Linked DNA regions of Drosophila melanogaster: region 2 is linked to region 1. A link is a contact called in public HiChIP or PLAC-seq data. All regions are on one chromosome and are shown on one strand. The core of a region is the stretch at or near the end of the contact, and the rest is flanking DNA. Distances in the headings are between cores, read along the strand shown.

What was found. HiChIP or PLAC-seq counts read pairs in DNA pulled down with a chosen protein or histone mark.
Region 2: a contact with region 1 is called in an H3K27ac HiChIP or PLAC-seq map of the Kc167 cell line, with 9 times the contacts expected there. The contact joins the promoter of vir-1 here to the promoter of CG31759 in region 1. A contact is called at or near these places in 6 of 107 Hi-C or Micro-C datasets (the Kc167 cell line, brain, central nervous system and 2 more) and 1 of 6 datasets of contacts at active chromatin or transcription factors (the Kc167 cell line).

What each region holds. Positions count from the first base shown.
Region 1 is chr2L:12,202,670-12,210,425 of dm6, forward strand. It overlaps CG31759, which reads left to right and starts at 5,040. Exons shown (of 2, transcript NM_165001.3): 1 at 5,040-5,292; 2 at 5,351-7,339. The coding sequence starts at 5,547. The coding sequence ends at 7,241. The region is part of intron 1 of bru1 (bruno 1); the gene reads left to right.
Region 2 is chr2L:12,420,309-12,428,064 of dm6, forward strand. vir-1 (virus-induced RNA 1) reads right to left here and starts at 3,131. Exons shown (of 6, transcript NM_165011.3): 1 at 3,015-3,131; 2 at 1,333-1,521. The coding sequence starts at 1,396. It overlaps Fam92, which reads left to right and starts at 4,596. Exons shown (of 5, transcript NM_135720.2): 1 at 4,596-4,769; 2 at 4,821-4,980; 3 at 5,035-5,175; 4 at 5,231-5,701; 5 at 5,753-6,132. The coding sequence starts at 4,630. The coding sequence ends at 6,028. It overlaps CG5446, which reads right to left and starts at 7,401. Exons shown (of 2, transcript NM_001273485.1): 1 at 7,161-7,401; 2 at 6,323-7,079. The coding sequence starts at 7,259. The coding sequence ends at 6,918. Trm1 (tRNA methyltransferase 1) reads left to right here and starts at 7,720. Exons shown (of 4, transcript NM_135722.4): 1 at 7,720-7,756. The coding sequence starts at 7,749.

The sequences.
Region 1 (7,756 bases), core at 3,790-6,289:
GACATCGCCGAACAGAAGCGAGTAGCTGAGGAGCCGAGAATCGATGAAAGTGGCTGACAATTTATAGATGTTTCATTATAATGGTAACGAAAAGGGGGCGTGGTGCTGCAGTGCTTCGCACATAAAGTTCAATGTTTGTGGGGGCAGATAAAAAAGAAGCTTAAAGATTCTTTTTTATTCGCTCGCTAGCAACCTTTTTGCAATGGGTCCTTTAGTGTTCTTAACATTGTTTTTTCTTTGTGTGAATTGTGATTGTTTTGTATGTATTTTTTTTATTGTTTTTACTTGCTTGACTGTGTGTAATATGTTGAAAATGTGGATTCCTAGTTCTTTCATTTTTTTTTCCTAACGCATGTCAAACATGAAAAGCAGCTTGTTTACGCTTTTCGTATACGATTCCTCCAGCTTTCAACATATGCTTCACTTATGTTCCAAGCCATTTGTTCGATATTTACAAAATAAAGCAGCTCTGACAAAACAAATTTATATTGATGACGATGCCTGCGAGTGATGTATGCAAATGGCTGTATTTAAATGGCTGTATCTTAAACATTATGCCTTTACAGCTGGCCAGTCCATTTACCTTAATCAAATTAGCTAACTTAGAGTAAACTTTTAGGACCTGAAATTAGTTTGGTAACAACCCTTTTGGGCTAAGTTAACAGGTGAGTAAGCTCAGGTATTAAATGGAGATGGCATTAACGTAGTAGACTTCACTTGCAGATGTCTTGAATGCTATTCAAAGGAATAAGTTATTTGTTCTCCAACCCAATTTATTTTATTTTCTATATTAAGAAGCTTTTAAATGTCATTGGGTTATATTACTAGAATAAAGTTTTTAAAATAGAATACAATTCGCTAGATCTTAAAAAAACGTTCCTGTTAGGGCTTTGTGGCCTAATTGTGACAATGAATACATATAATTTAAAAAATATATTTATAATCTTTAGTATGTTGTTTATTTAATGTGCCTAAATATCATGGAATTTTGAGTATCTTAATGCATAATTGACCAGCAAATATGAGTACTTAATGTTTAATGATAATGTATTTGTTAATTTGTCTTCAGAAAATACGTTCGTATGGGCTTCTTGCATTTGCAATGCCCCTATTTTAGTAACATTTTGCTCAGAATTCTGTGTGCAAAAGACAACAATGAGCAACGAGCTTTGCTTTTCAGTTTATCAGTTTTTCCCTACAATTACCATGGTTATCCTTGACAATTATTTCCGCACAGAAAACTTTCTAAATGCACTGGATCCCCTGTAATAATTGCCTAGCCCAAAAGACCCAACAAAAATACACAGCCTTGGTGGTGCCACCTTAATTGCAGGCGTCTTTCTCTAACCAAGTCAACTTTCCTCCAACCAGCACTCAGCACTCACTTATTATTAAGTTGTTTTCGAAACTAGGAAGAGGAAAAACCGGCGGGCGGAAATGGAGGAATGGAGAAAAGGAGGAGCTCTCCCGGCAAAAGTTAAATTATAAAATCGTCAAAAGTTGACGAAGACATTTTGCGCCTATGAAAACAAATACACGAGGAAAGTGCTCCACTAAAAAATAGGAGGGAAATGCGGGAGCAGGAGCCACTTAAGATGCTTAGCGCCATGGCAAGCGAAAATAATGACGCTCATAAAAACTAACTAAACACCAAAATAAAGCAAATATATATAGGTATATATATATATACATATATTTGTTGGGCTGGCTTTTTTAAGCTGGAACGACGCTCTCTGAATGACAACGATAATGATGTGCGATAATGTTTGTTGTTTCTTCGTTTGCTTATTTATTGTACTTATTCGTTTATTGTACTTTTTCATCCCACAGTGCTGGAAACAATGATAATGATAATAATGAAGATGTTATTGTGTTTCTCCTCTTTGTTGTTGTGCAATCTAAGACAACTGTCAAAGACTTTGCCAAAGGATTAGTCGACTCGGCGCCTTTCGCCCTGCTATACCCTGTAAAAGTTGCGCTAAGGATATATTACACATGGAGTAATTTGGATCAAATATGGGTTACCAATTTTTTTTTTTAATTTTTAATTTTTTTTAATATCATGTTGCATTTACGATAAAGAAATTTGCAACTGAGAGATTTTTTTTTGATTAATGACAAAAGGACATTTCAAGAAAAGCCTTTTTGAAATCGATTTAAAATTTAATTCATTTGTAAATGGTACTATAAAGAAGTTTTAAGTTAGGGATATATTAGGATATTAGGGATATTATCATATTAGGGTTTTGGAAATTGAAATATGAGGAGAAAATATATAATATAATAATATATAAGTAACATAATCTTTATAAAATTTGTTAACGTTTATAGTAGTATTTATTTTGGAAATTTTAAATCTACAACCATATAGCAATGATTTCAAACAATTCATGTAAATATTCTTCGAAATATTCATGCAAATTTGAAAGAAAGACTCCATGTAATCATCAAAAAGTAGCTTCCTACATTTTCTATAAACAACACAATAAGATACGGGGTATTCTCGCAGTCGCAACGAGTTTGTGTATCTCGTGACTGGTGTCTTTGCTCCTTGCCATTACTTTCGACCTGCTCCTATCGCAGTCGTAATTAAAATTGCACCAGACGTAGTGAAGTTTTGTACTTTCTTCGGCATCAGATAGTCCTGGAAGCCTCCCCTTCAATTTAATCGCTTTGACTGCATGCTGGTTGTAATTTATTTATTGCCGAAAATCGTACCCTCTACTCTTGATTTGCCCCTGCCGCCGCTCGTTGTATTTTTTAATTGATTAGAAACTCGAGTTTTGTTTTCTTTCTTTGCCTTCAATTGGCATCGAGCCAGGAAATTTTCAGCCTCATTGAATTTCTTTCGGTTTTTTTTCCACTCACCCTCTTGACTTTCTTTCTCGACTCGCCAATTTTAGCAAATTACTTTCTTGGCAAAACTTTTATATTTGTTGATTCATTTATTGCTAATGTCAAACGTTCGACTTGGTGAGCTGAACGACTGATATGAATCAGTGATAGCAATCAATTATGGTATCCAATTCATTTGCTTTTTTTTAAATTTAATTTAGTTTTATTTTAGCAAAGTTCATAAAAAATAAAAAATGAACAGCGAGAGCTTTGCATCCCAGTTGGCTGCGCTAACGCTTGTCAAATCGATTCAATATAGATTTTTAGTTGTAGTGTTTCCAAATCAGATTGTGTAACGTACATATAATTTTATAAAAGTTTATCAATTTTTCGGCTTATTGGTGGCAAAATTCTCAATGTGTTAACCTTTCGGCCGTACCGCGTCACTCTTCCATGCTTTTATCAATAATTCTTAAGAAGAAAATCTACAAAAAAATATACAAAGTATTTACCCCCACAAGACTACAAATGAAATAGCCCAGTTATCCGCTTTCGGCTACAAATTCTACAAGTGTAAAAAGGAAAATAAGAAGAAATATAGCAAATTCCCGCAGCAAGTGAAATAGGTGAGTGCAAGAAAGTTCTTCAAGTGTTCAGACCAAAAGCGGATATTCTAGTTGTCCTTGAGTGTGAATGGAAAGTGGGTTGGTGTGCTGTGAACTCGTCCTGTGTGCTGTGTGTGTGTGAGTGGGTGTGTGCGACACGGTGCTTGGGCTTCCACGCTGCATGACAGATTATCGCAAGGACCTTGCCGTCCTTTGAGTGTCCTCGACGGTTATTGAAATTGCTGCAATTGAGTTCGGAGTGCTCGAAGCTATTTAATTGCTGCCGCCTGCCTCCAAGAACTTGCTTTTCACCACTTCTGTCGAAGATGAGCTAACTATTTTGCTGATTTTTGGTGGATTTTAATCTTTATATCTCAGAAATATACTATCGAATATAATCATCTATACTTAATTTCAATATAAATGCTGGTAAATTTTTGAAAAGTGTATATAATATTGCTTAAAAAATGTTCAATATGTAAAACTCTTAAATGACTTATAGTTAGTTTCTAGTCCTTGTTCCATCCACTGTGTCTAATCGAAGCTTTTTGGCCATCTCTGGTTCGGGTCAATAGGAAAGGAGTAGGGAACAGAAGGAGCAGCTAAAAGTCCTCTTCTTTTTCCCGCAGGTGTTGTAAGCCAGCAACGAGTCCTGGAACTGAGCCAAAGCTGCTTTCTCTCAAGTGCTAACTAATTTCGTTGTTGTCCTTACCGCCTCTGCTCCACATCTCGGGCCCAAGGATGCTCTCTGCATCCTCGGGCTTAGCCTCATTCCCTGGCTCATCCTCATCATCGGCGTCTTCCTGCAGTTTCGTTTTTGGTGTCAGCAACATTTCTTCAACTGGTTTCGTTTGCCCTGCCAGTCAGGTTGTTGTCCTTTTTGGTCCTCTGTGTCCTTTATAGAGTTCTATGCGATTTTTCTCTTGTTTTTGATTTTTATTTTTTCATTTGCTCCTTCGTAGTGCAATCTTTTTGGCAAACTCTTGTGTGGCGCACAGTTGTTGACTCTGTTTCGGGGCCAAGCCAATTCCTTTTTGGCCTGGCCAAGTCATCTCTTGGCTTGTTTCGGCGTTTTATGCACTTGTGTGCTCCATACCTTTGGTCCACCCCTTTGCCAAATACGCTCTACACATATGATCTGGCTTCTGTTTCGAATTTTTATGGCCGTCGTCTCAGTTGTCCTTTCTTAACTTGGCCGAAAGTTGAGTTTCCTTCGTTGGGGCAAGATGTCTCATTTGGATCGTAACACTTAGCTTAATGTTTACGACGTTTGCCGTGAAAATAGTTTTCAACTGAAGTGAAATAGGAGGTTTTATAGTTTTGTTCGGGTGTATATTTTGCGAATAATAATGTTCCTCCTAATGACCACAAAAAAGGAATAAACGTTTCCTATATAGAAATTTTTTTTCTATTTCATAGAAAAAATCTTCTATTCTTCGATATGTTCAATTTCAGATCATAGCAACTCTTCATATATTTATCAGCTTTATAATTTTATGAAAAAAAGTAATATTTAAGTGAAATCTTTTTGCTTTCAAGATTTGAAATTAAATAAAGCTTTTATTAAAAGCTTTTGCGTCAAAGCTTCAACGTTGCTAATGGCAGAAGCTCTCTCAAGATCAGCTGTTTCTCAATGCCGAGCATGTGGTTGGTTTCGTTGTGAATGCCAAAAACAACAGCTGATCGCGCGGCGTGGCAGAGCGAAAAAGTAAAAATCTCTCTTCGTTTTTATCGAAATCGGCGCAGTTTCGCCTAATTTCTGCGGTGTTTTCGTGCAACACGACTGTTTGCCGATTGTAAATAGGTGTAAAACAACTTAAATGTGATTAATTTTGCAACTAAATCTGGACAAGTGAGTTGTTACGACATCGGTGCACCAAGTAAAGTTGTCTAACCCAAAATTTTCCCAGATAAAACGGCGAAAAACAAGTCAACTAAGAGAAGTTCTCTTCTTCAACGCCGATCTTCGCTCCAACATTTGCAACATTGATGGGGTTTTTTTTGTTTAAAAACATAGTTCGCAATTCTGATAAATTATTCGGAAATAAAACTCCAACTAGAGTTTCGCTATTGTCCAGATTTTGTGGCACTTCCTTGGCTGGTAAAATGGAGAAGGTTTATTTGAGAAATGCAAGTGATACCAAAGAATTGGACATTGTGTTTCGCTTTGTGAATGAGAATTTGAAAATAAACCGGGAATTCAATTTCCGTCGCCAGATGAATGAGCCCATTGATGCGATATTGGCCAGGATTCAGAGTAATATTATTGGCAGGCTTGCAAAGTCCTGCAAAAAATCAAAAATCAAACCGCCGGCAGAAATCAATGTTAAACTTCTGAGTGACAAATATGGTGAAAAATTCAATGAATTAACATTTGAGGATCTAGTCGTCACCCAAGATATCAGCAATGTAAAACTGCAGGTATTAGATACGGTCTACGATTTGGTGTTCAATCCACCGTGGATTTCATCCCTAAAATTTTTGCCCTCATGCATATTGGCAGGATTTGTAATATACCCCACCAATGTTCAGATACAATTCGGAGAACGTCAGTTCAGCAAAGCAGTTTGGTTCAAGGCCAAAAAGCCCACAGACACCGATTGGGAGGTGTGCGGAGAAGGATTTCAATATCTAGTGACTCCTGAGGATATTGGTTACCATTTGAAGTTCGTGGTGACGCCGGGTAATGCACTGGGAATGACGGGTCCTGTGGTGGAGAAGATAACCAACTCTGCAGTGCAGGAATCTCCCGGGCGTTGTCCATTCCAAGATCGCCAAAGGCACACCACGAATTCTTTGAGCGAATCGAATGAAATTCGTGTGGTGTCTTACAATTTGTTGGCCGATTTATATGCCAGTAGTGACTATGCCGGTAGCACTCTGTTCTCCTATTGCCCGGCAAAGTATCTGCAAATAGACTATAGGAAGCCACTGTTCATCAACGAGATCATCGGTTATAACTCCGATATTCTCTGTCTACAAGAAGTCGATCAGCGAATATTTGATTTTGATTTAAAGGAAATTCTAGAACAACCGCCGTATAACTATCACGGCATAATGGCCCCGAAAGGCAAATGCGCTGAGGGAGTGGCAATTTTCTTTCGGAACTCGCGCTTCGATCTCTTGGATTCTCAAATCCTGCATTTGGGGTCCAATATTCCCGCACTGCCCGTATTTGAAAGCCTTTGGAATAAGATCAAAGTTAACGCACAATTAGCAGAACGAATCTGTGAACGGTCCACCACTCTGCAAACTTGTTTGCTTAGAATAAAGGGTACCGATAACTACGTTCTGGTGGCCAACACGCATTTATATTTCCATCCGGATGCAGATCACATTCGCCTGCTGCAAATGGGATTTTCCATGCTATTCGTAGAGCAATCTATTAGCAAAGCTATAAAGGACTTTAACATAAGTAGCCACAAAAACATTGGACTAATATTTTGTGGCGATTTCAATAGCGTTCCCGAGTGTGGAATCTACAAGCTGATGACGGAGCAGCTCGCCGAAAAAACACTGGAGGACTGGCAAAGTAATGCCGAGCAGGCGGTTTCGAATGTGGAACTCGCGCAGCCTTTCAAAATGGCATCAGCCTATGGGGCACCGGAATATACCCACTACACCACCCTCTTTGCGGGTTGCTTGGACTATGTGTTCTACCAAAACGATCGCTTCGAAGTTCTAAAGGTGGTGCCACTGCCAACGGAGGAGGAGTTGAAAGCCAATACTGCGATACCATCGGCTGTTTTTCCATCCGATCATGTTGCTCTTGTAGCAGATCTCAAATTTAAGTCAGATTGATAAATTTTTGGGCTTGCATATAAGAAAAATTAAGAATATCTCGGGGATTTCTCAGCATAAATAAATGTATACGTATGCCAAATACTATGCTTAAATGTAATAATACTCATTTCTTCTTTATATACAAAACAAAATTCGTTCAACAAATCCTGGCCTATTAACAAATGCTTCTTCTCCTTTATAAACTGTGGCATATAAACAAAAAAAAAGAAACTGCGTAGATTTAAAGTAAAACACGGAAAATAAACCGAAATAAATTGCGGAATGAAGTGACAACAAATTGAGTAAATCCCTGAGTGGCTTATAGCTCGCCTGCAAGCAGCTGGCTTTCCCGGCATCTGCTCCTGTTTTCCGGCTGATTGCAGGACGCAGAGCAATTAACGTGAAAATTCGCCAAGGAAAAACGCTCCGTTGCGGAGGTGGCGCCAACAACAATGGCGCGAAAAGCTGAAAGGAAATCCGAGAGCGAAAAAATATCCCAAGCCAACTGAAGTGATTTTCGCACTAATTAACTG
Region 2 (7,756 bases), core at 1,881-4,380, 220 kb after region 1:
GAAAACAAAACAAGCGAAGAAAAGTGCTCAAGAATTTCACTTGCAATCAGCCAGAGAAATTGGGATGACTTGAGTGTATAATATGACAGTTCATTCAACCGATTCCGAGTTTGTTGAAGAATGTAACAATATTAATTTAAATTTGAAATATATAATCCAGAATAGATTAGCCTGCAGATAAATCCAGTATATCCACAATTATCGTGATTTAATTGGTTACGTAAATTATTTTAATTGGATATGATTCTATTCTCAGCATGTTCAGATCGCAAATCATTAATAATTAAATAGAGAAAACAAATGTTTAAACAGTACTAATCTGACTTATATGCACAGTAGTTAGAGTAGCTACTATGTGTATTTTGAAATATGTAATAAAAAACATTGTCTCATCAATTTACGAAATATTTCATTGCAATTTCAAGCACTCATTGCTAAGATGATTCTCAAGCAAGATTTGCCGAAAAATTGTGATTCACGAGTGTTGCATAAAATTTGTATATTCCTGGCAAATGATTTGGACAGCAACGAATTTGACAACTTCAAGTGGCTGTGGCAGCTGCCAACCCGCTGCCACGCCCACTCCCACCATTCCGCCCATCTGTGGGGGTATCTGCGATTCGCTGGCAGCTTCTTCAGCAATTTATGCATTCAAGTGGCAGCCAAAGGCAGCGAACAGCAAACGCTGATGATGACAATAAAGGACGCTGGATCTGCGATGCTGCGCCGAGCATTCCTGATATTTTGCCATTTGTAGTTACTTGTGTTGTATCTGTAAGATGCATTTGGCTGATTGTCAAGTGCCACGCTTTGTTATCAGCATGCTGACATCATTATCCGGCAAAGGCAGCGACTTTAAACTTTAATCTGCTGCAGAGTGGAATTAAAACATTTTTTCATATCCAACAGATTGTATTTACTAATAATTACGTATTATATGCATAATAATTTATTTATATTGCTCCAAGTCACAATTACATCGAGGTAATCTTTAAGATTCTACCAGAATATTCCAGATCAAGAAGGTATAAGAGGAACGTACTACGTAGAAGAGTGCAAATCAGAATTCCCGGTGCTTATCAATTTTCTTTGTTTTTAAAGTCAAAAGGTTGACTGTGTTTTTTAATAACTAATTATGTGCACATAAAAATGAGAAAGTAAAGAGAAGGAAAACAAATATGTATGTTGCATATGTGTACAAATTGCATATTAGTTAGTTCCGTTATACGTATTACTTAGGGCAAGTTAACATTTAGTTTTCAAGTATTAATCATTTAAATGTTAATTTATGAAGTGCATCATGATTGGATTGCTTTTAAGCCTTTCACTTACCTGGCAATGTGAAAACGCCGCTAAGGGCTAGCACGGTCATCAGCAAACCGAACAAGAGCTTCATTTTTGTTTGGTTTTTTTTTTTTCACAAGCTTATAATTTGTTTAATTTGTATAGTTTATTTAGGGCTGAAAGCTTTGATGCGTTGATGTGGACCGGCAACCGGATTCGATTCTGTTCAGTTTTGTTCTGTGCGGAAAGACAAACAATCGTCAAATGCGCTTAAATGATTTGAGGAAGCGGCAAATAAACGGCGGCCGGCTGAGTGAGTGAGCGAGTGAGAAACCGAGTGAGTGACTAGCTGACCGCTCTCTTGCTCTCCCTCTCACTCAATTAGCCGCTGGGCTTATAAATATTCCAAATGGCAGGCGGCAAGTGTTGTGGGAAGAGCGCTACACTGTGCCCGTCAACTGGGTACAATATTTGGGGACTCCACTGTGTACAGAATGCAGCGTATTAGTAATGTTCTTAGGCACATTTAAGTTAACTTTTATTTTCGTTACACCTTTTTGTTTCCGTTATAGCTTACTGGTTCATTAACTATTGTATCTACTACTATAAAAAATATAATATAATATAACTTTATCTTTATAATTATATATATATAAAAGCAGTTCTAAAAGGGCATTTGCTACTAATATTTTAAAATTTCGATTAAAAGGGTGTTTGAAAGTCGCCGTTGCTCATTGAACCTTTTGTAAATTTAGTTGTGTTTTCAATTTACTTAATCAGTTTTTGTCTATGCTTCGTTAGCTGCACGCGGGCTTCTCTATTCCACTATATTTGTATTTCAGACTTTAAATGTGTCCCTGTCACAGTTGCTGAATGTTTCAGTCGCCCCATTCGTATTTCAATTCCACTTCGATTGCATTGTATGGAACTATGTCTATTCAACGGCTGCTCGAATCACCTGTTAAATGCGCTTGGTGTTTAGTTCAAGGTTGTTGTTTCTGTAAACAAAAGCATCATTTGCTTATTTCCCTAATGGGCAGCTATTGAGAATTTTCTTCCAAGGAAATGAAAACGGAGCTAAAGACTATTCTCAGTAATTAAATGGTTATGATAGAGTGCTTCTTTTTAATTCCATCGATAAAGTAGTCACGCCTTGATTGAGCCGGGTTTAATCACGATTTTACTAACGAATATGCCAAAGATCGGCAATTTATTGGAAATCTTTAGTTAATCCGATTATGAATGATCTTTTTGACCCGAGAGAACTTACGATATAACACCCAATTACAGTTCTGATAAATATAAAAAGCCGTAAAGAATTTGTATAATTATACACTGATTTAAATCTAGAATGTATTATAATCTCAAAATGAACTGGAATTTTTGCACATCAGAAAATTATTTAAATATCTTGCCCGACAGTAAATTTTTCAAGGTCTTCAAAATTAGCAACTATAAACTTTAAATAGCATTTTTAATGTCTGATAGTTTTAGAAAGCTATTGTTTATGTTGGGCTCAGCATAAAAGTGAGCACAAGTAAATATTTCGCAAACAGCTGCGTGAAGTAAATTAGGCATCCAAATTATTGCCCAGACAGCCTAAACAAGCTGCAAATTGTTTGTTTGTAAACATTTTTGTCAGCGCCGAAGCGGAAATTGTTCACGCACACAATTTCATTCACATACACATGCCGACAACCGCGAATTTGCATAAATTTTATTATTGTTACCGGTGTCATACAGTTATTTCTGTGGATCGCTTGAATCACTCGATTTCGAAAGATCGGAGAAGAACGCGCGATCTTCAACGTGCGTTGGCTTTAATGAAACGTTTCGGACTAAACGGTTGCGTACGATTTTGGCTTCATTTATACCAGCTCACGTCGTTGGCACTCAAAAAAAAACAAAGAATTGAGAAGAGAGACCGGGAAAGGGAGGAATGCGCAGAGAAGAATACGAGAGCGAAGAAGGGTCTTCCGAGTGCTCCAAATGTGCATTCAACAATGTTTTAATTAAAAAAAAAAAAGAAAAATAACTAAAGAACTTTCAATTTTATATTTTTACAACAGATCCACTACCAAAGATGCCCCATCCTGTTTACCCAAAAAGTAGCAGAAATTTTACAAAAAGAATATTCATTGACACGTCAGTGGGAGCAAAAATGAATGTCGCCAGCGGAACGCGAATGTCCTCCAGTGCAGTCCCTTGACCAAAACCGTTGGAGTTCGAGGTGTATGTATAAAAATCAGAAATTCAAAGCGGATGGCCGACAGCGCCGAGAAAGAGGCGGGGATATAGTTAGCGACAAGGAACGCGCGCCAAGCTACGTTCTTGGATTGACAATGAAGTCCACCTGCCCCCTTTTACCTGAACTTGCCTCTTGGGAGCCGTGTTGCTTTATGGTTTTCGACCAGATTGAAATCGCGATCGGCGCAGCTACAGCTGTTAAAATCTCCTGCAGGCTGCTCTTCATGCTCTACAACTTGTAATTCTTGTCGTGGTCCCACGAACCGGATTCTGTTTTAACTACACTTTCGTTGGTTTTATTCGAACTGCTATTTTCGTTTTACTAAATACAGGTTTGATTGCACTATGCCTTTAAGTGGCAGAGGAGCATTTAAAATAAATTACCATTTTCGGTTAATCGTTGACACAACATTCTTGCGGTCGAGTCAATAAATTCCCCAAAAAACAAGATTTGGTTGTCAAGGCTTCGAAGTGAGAAGAATTTGAGTCAGCTTAGTCCTACATATATTTAAGTGAGTAAAGCTTGGCTTTTAGGACCAACGATATTTTAAAATATCAGATTGACTTGTTTTTAAATAAACTATTTACAATGCTATGATCTTCAGGTAAATATCGTAGTATATTTTCTATTTTTTTATATATACTAATTATATATATTTTTCTTTATCATTTGCAGTCTCTTAATTAGTCATAAATCTTTCGAATTTAAATTTAGACACCGGATGACAGACAGAAACACTCACAGATTATAACGAAACGTGCTCTTGACCTTGACACTGTTGGAAAAAAATGAAGTACCCATATTCAGATATTTATTTTAGGATTGAATATTTTTAGAATGTTTTAAATTTCCTTGATAAACTTTATTCTTGCGCCATCTATGTACTTGCAGAAGACGCTGATACTAGCGCCACCTGGCAGCAGTAGGTTCTTAACATTTCTGTTAATTTTACAGAGCTGGAAATATGCTGGCTGTTCGAACGAGAGTTGCCAGATGAATTTAGACGTTGCCTTGGTAACGGTTTTCACTTGATTTTATTGTCGAAATAAAATAAATAAAGAAGGAAAACAAATATAAGGGACTAAAATAAAATAATAATGTTTCGTCGTGGAAAACTATCCTTTCTAAACACCAAAGATGACCGTGTTAAAATAATAAACGAGCGCATAAACATAACAGAAAGGCATCTAATGGAGATGTGCTCTTCGTTTGCTTTGGTAACGCGGAAAATGGCCAAGTGAGTTTGGTAAATAAATAAATCTGAATGAATAATCATAAGACCTTGCAGATATCGGGACTCCTTTGATGAGTTGGCCAAGAGTGTGAAGAGCTACGCCGACGACGAGGAAATCAACGAGAGTCTCTGTCAGGGACTGAAGAGCTTCACCAACGCGGTTACCATAATGGGTGATTACATGGACATCAATGTACACCGATTGGAACACAAGGTGAATTATCCTTTTTTAAATCTGCATCTTATATCATATTATTGACTTATGTAGATTGTCAACGAGTTGGCGCAATTCGAGCAGCTTTGCAAGTCCACAAGGGACAATCTTCGACTGGCTGTCATAGCGCGGGATAAGGAGGTACTACGTCAGCGCCAGATGCTTGAGCTCAAGTCAAAGTTTTCTGCGAACAATGTGGGTATTAAAACGAACAATTTACTTCTTATATAATTCCCAAAACTTACCGTAGAGTGCCGCCGATTCGGAGCTGTTTAAGGCCAAAATGGAGGTGCAGCGCACAAACAAGGAGATAGACGACATTATTGGCAACTTCGAGCAGCGGAAGTTGCGCGACTTAAAGCAGATAATCAGCGATTTTATACTGATCGCCATGAAACAGCACACCAAGGCATTGGAGATACTCAGCGCAAGCTACTATGATATTGGAACCATTGATGAGCGCGACGATTTCATTGAGTTTCAGAAACTCATGAAGACCAAAGAAGAGCTGGCTTCCAGGAAAACTGCACTCAAAAAGGGACTGCGCTCCCAGTCGATGGATAGCTTGGAGCACGAGCACCTGGTCAGTCCGCTCAAGAGGCGCCCGAAGTTGTCCAGGAGCAATAGGAATCTGACGGGAGCCGGAATCAATCATGGAAGTAAAACAGAACCCGAAGATGAAACCGACGAGCAGGATGAAGAGGAAGATGATGAAGATGAGGTATGATTTGGCATGATTATGGAATGATAGAATAACTCCATTCCTCCCAAGGAAACCGAGCAAAGTGGCGAAGAGGACGAGGAATCTGGAACGGCAACGGATGACGAGAGGGAACCCACGCAGCCGGGCAACCAGGTTCCTCCGCGGGAGAATGTTTTTGGGGCCAAGATCCGATCTGCCAGCAAGGATATAGCCACGCCATCGACCAGTGCCAGTGCCACTTCTGCTCCTTCGAAGCCCAGCAGACAAACGGTCAAACATCCATTCAAGGCGGTGGCCTCCACCCATGTAAGGCTGCAGAAGCAGTTCCACGTGCCCCAGCACTAGCACTCAAATTATGACCAGTAGTAGAGTTCCTAGAGCTCACATCAGTATTGCAGGCACATTCTGGAATCGTAGCAAGAGCTTAAATAAAATTGAATTAGGAACATACTTCTAAGGGTTTATCTTAATTGGTTTTTGTAACCCCGCAGTCTCAGAGCTTCCTTTCATAATTTAATCAGAATGTATTACCACTCTCTATCTCATTGCCTTAAAAAACATGATATGTAGAAGCAACACAAATTGCAATTAATATTCGAAAATCATTCTGGTCCACAAATCAATGTTGATTTTCCTTTTAAAAGTAGGGATTGTTATATAGCACTCCTTGCCATTCAGCGCTGATTTCCATACACTTTTTATTAATGGACACGGGTCACGATTTGCATTATTTGTCCCAGATAAACAATACTAAATATATGCATATCATAACTAATCAAGCGGAAATGACGCGCTTCTCTTCCCCTTTTCGCAATAAACTTTCAGGTGAGGAAACACAAATCGGGAACTGGTCGCCTGGTAACCGTTGTTAAATCGAAGTCCTGAACACCCAAATAGCAGGGAATTTACAATTCTTGAATTTTTAATTTATAAATAGAAACTAAACGGCAATAATTCAAAATTATTGGCCATTGCTCACAAAAGAATTACTTTACTTAAATTATGATGTGCCCCGACCGGGCGAAACTTAAAACTAAGCAATAAATGGATGAGCAAATGTGTTCTTTTCTTCATTTCTTGGGGAGCAGCTGGGTGCGGAGGAGATTAAATGAATGTGAGAACCTGGAATTGTAAACTTGATACGGGTGACTGGGTGCCAGGTGTTCGATGTATGTATCTAATGGTATTGGGATGCACTTTCCGAATGGGCGTGGCCGTGCCAGCGCTACGGATCTCATTTCTCCGGTCCCTGACCCTCGATCCCGGCCTGGTTCATCAGATCCGCAATGCTCTTCTCCAGATCGTCGATGCGGTTGCCCATGTCATCGATGCGCGTTATTATCTGGTCCGACATCGTCTGGAACTTGTCCTGAACGTTCTGCAACAGATTTTGTACCTGATAACAGGAGGCAGGTTTACTGGGTGCTCATTTGGTGTCTCTATTTACTGGGTGGTTCCCGGTTCGGGCATTACTCACGTATATGGTCAGCTCCTGCATGTTTTTGGGGTCCGCATTGCTGTTCAGGGAGTAGTTCTGGTCCAGATCGCTGTCCATCTCGTTGCGCAGATCGGTCATTCTGTGGCTTCTTTGTGGCACTGTATAAAAGTACAAAAATGCTATCACTTCTAGCTCTTTTGCTTCTGTTTGCGGCTGCGGCTGTTTCACTTCTGCAAATTAATTTCTTTATCAAGCATAGGGGCGGACTTTGGTTCGATAGTCCTTTCGATAATCCTGGTGGTGGCAAAGTAGCTAGCTTCAAGTTTTATTTTCCAGTCATATTTAATGTCAATTTATTATTTTAATTTATTTTAATCTTTAAATAATTCAAATAAATATTAAGAACCATTTTTATTCAACATCATTTTATGGGATGTATTATTACAGAGAATATACCCAAATTGTAAATTTTGAAACTAAATTAAACTTAAATATAATTCTGTAATGTTTATTTCGTATTTCATATAAAAAACAACAAATTTGTGTATATTTTTAGTTTTAAAGCTTAATAGCTAGTAGCTTACGTTTTTCAACACTGCCCCACGTGTATTCTTTTAACTCATCCAAATGGAAGT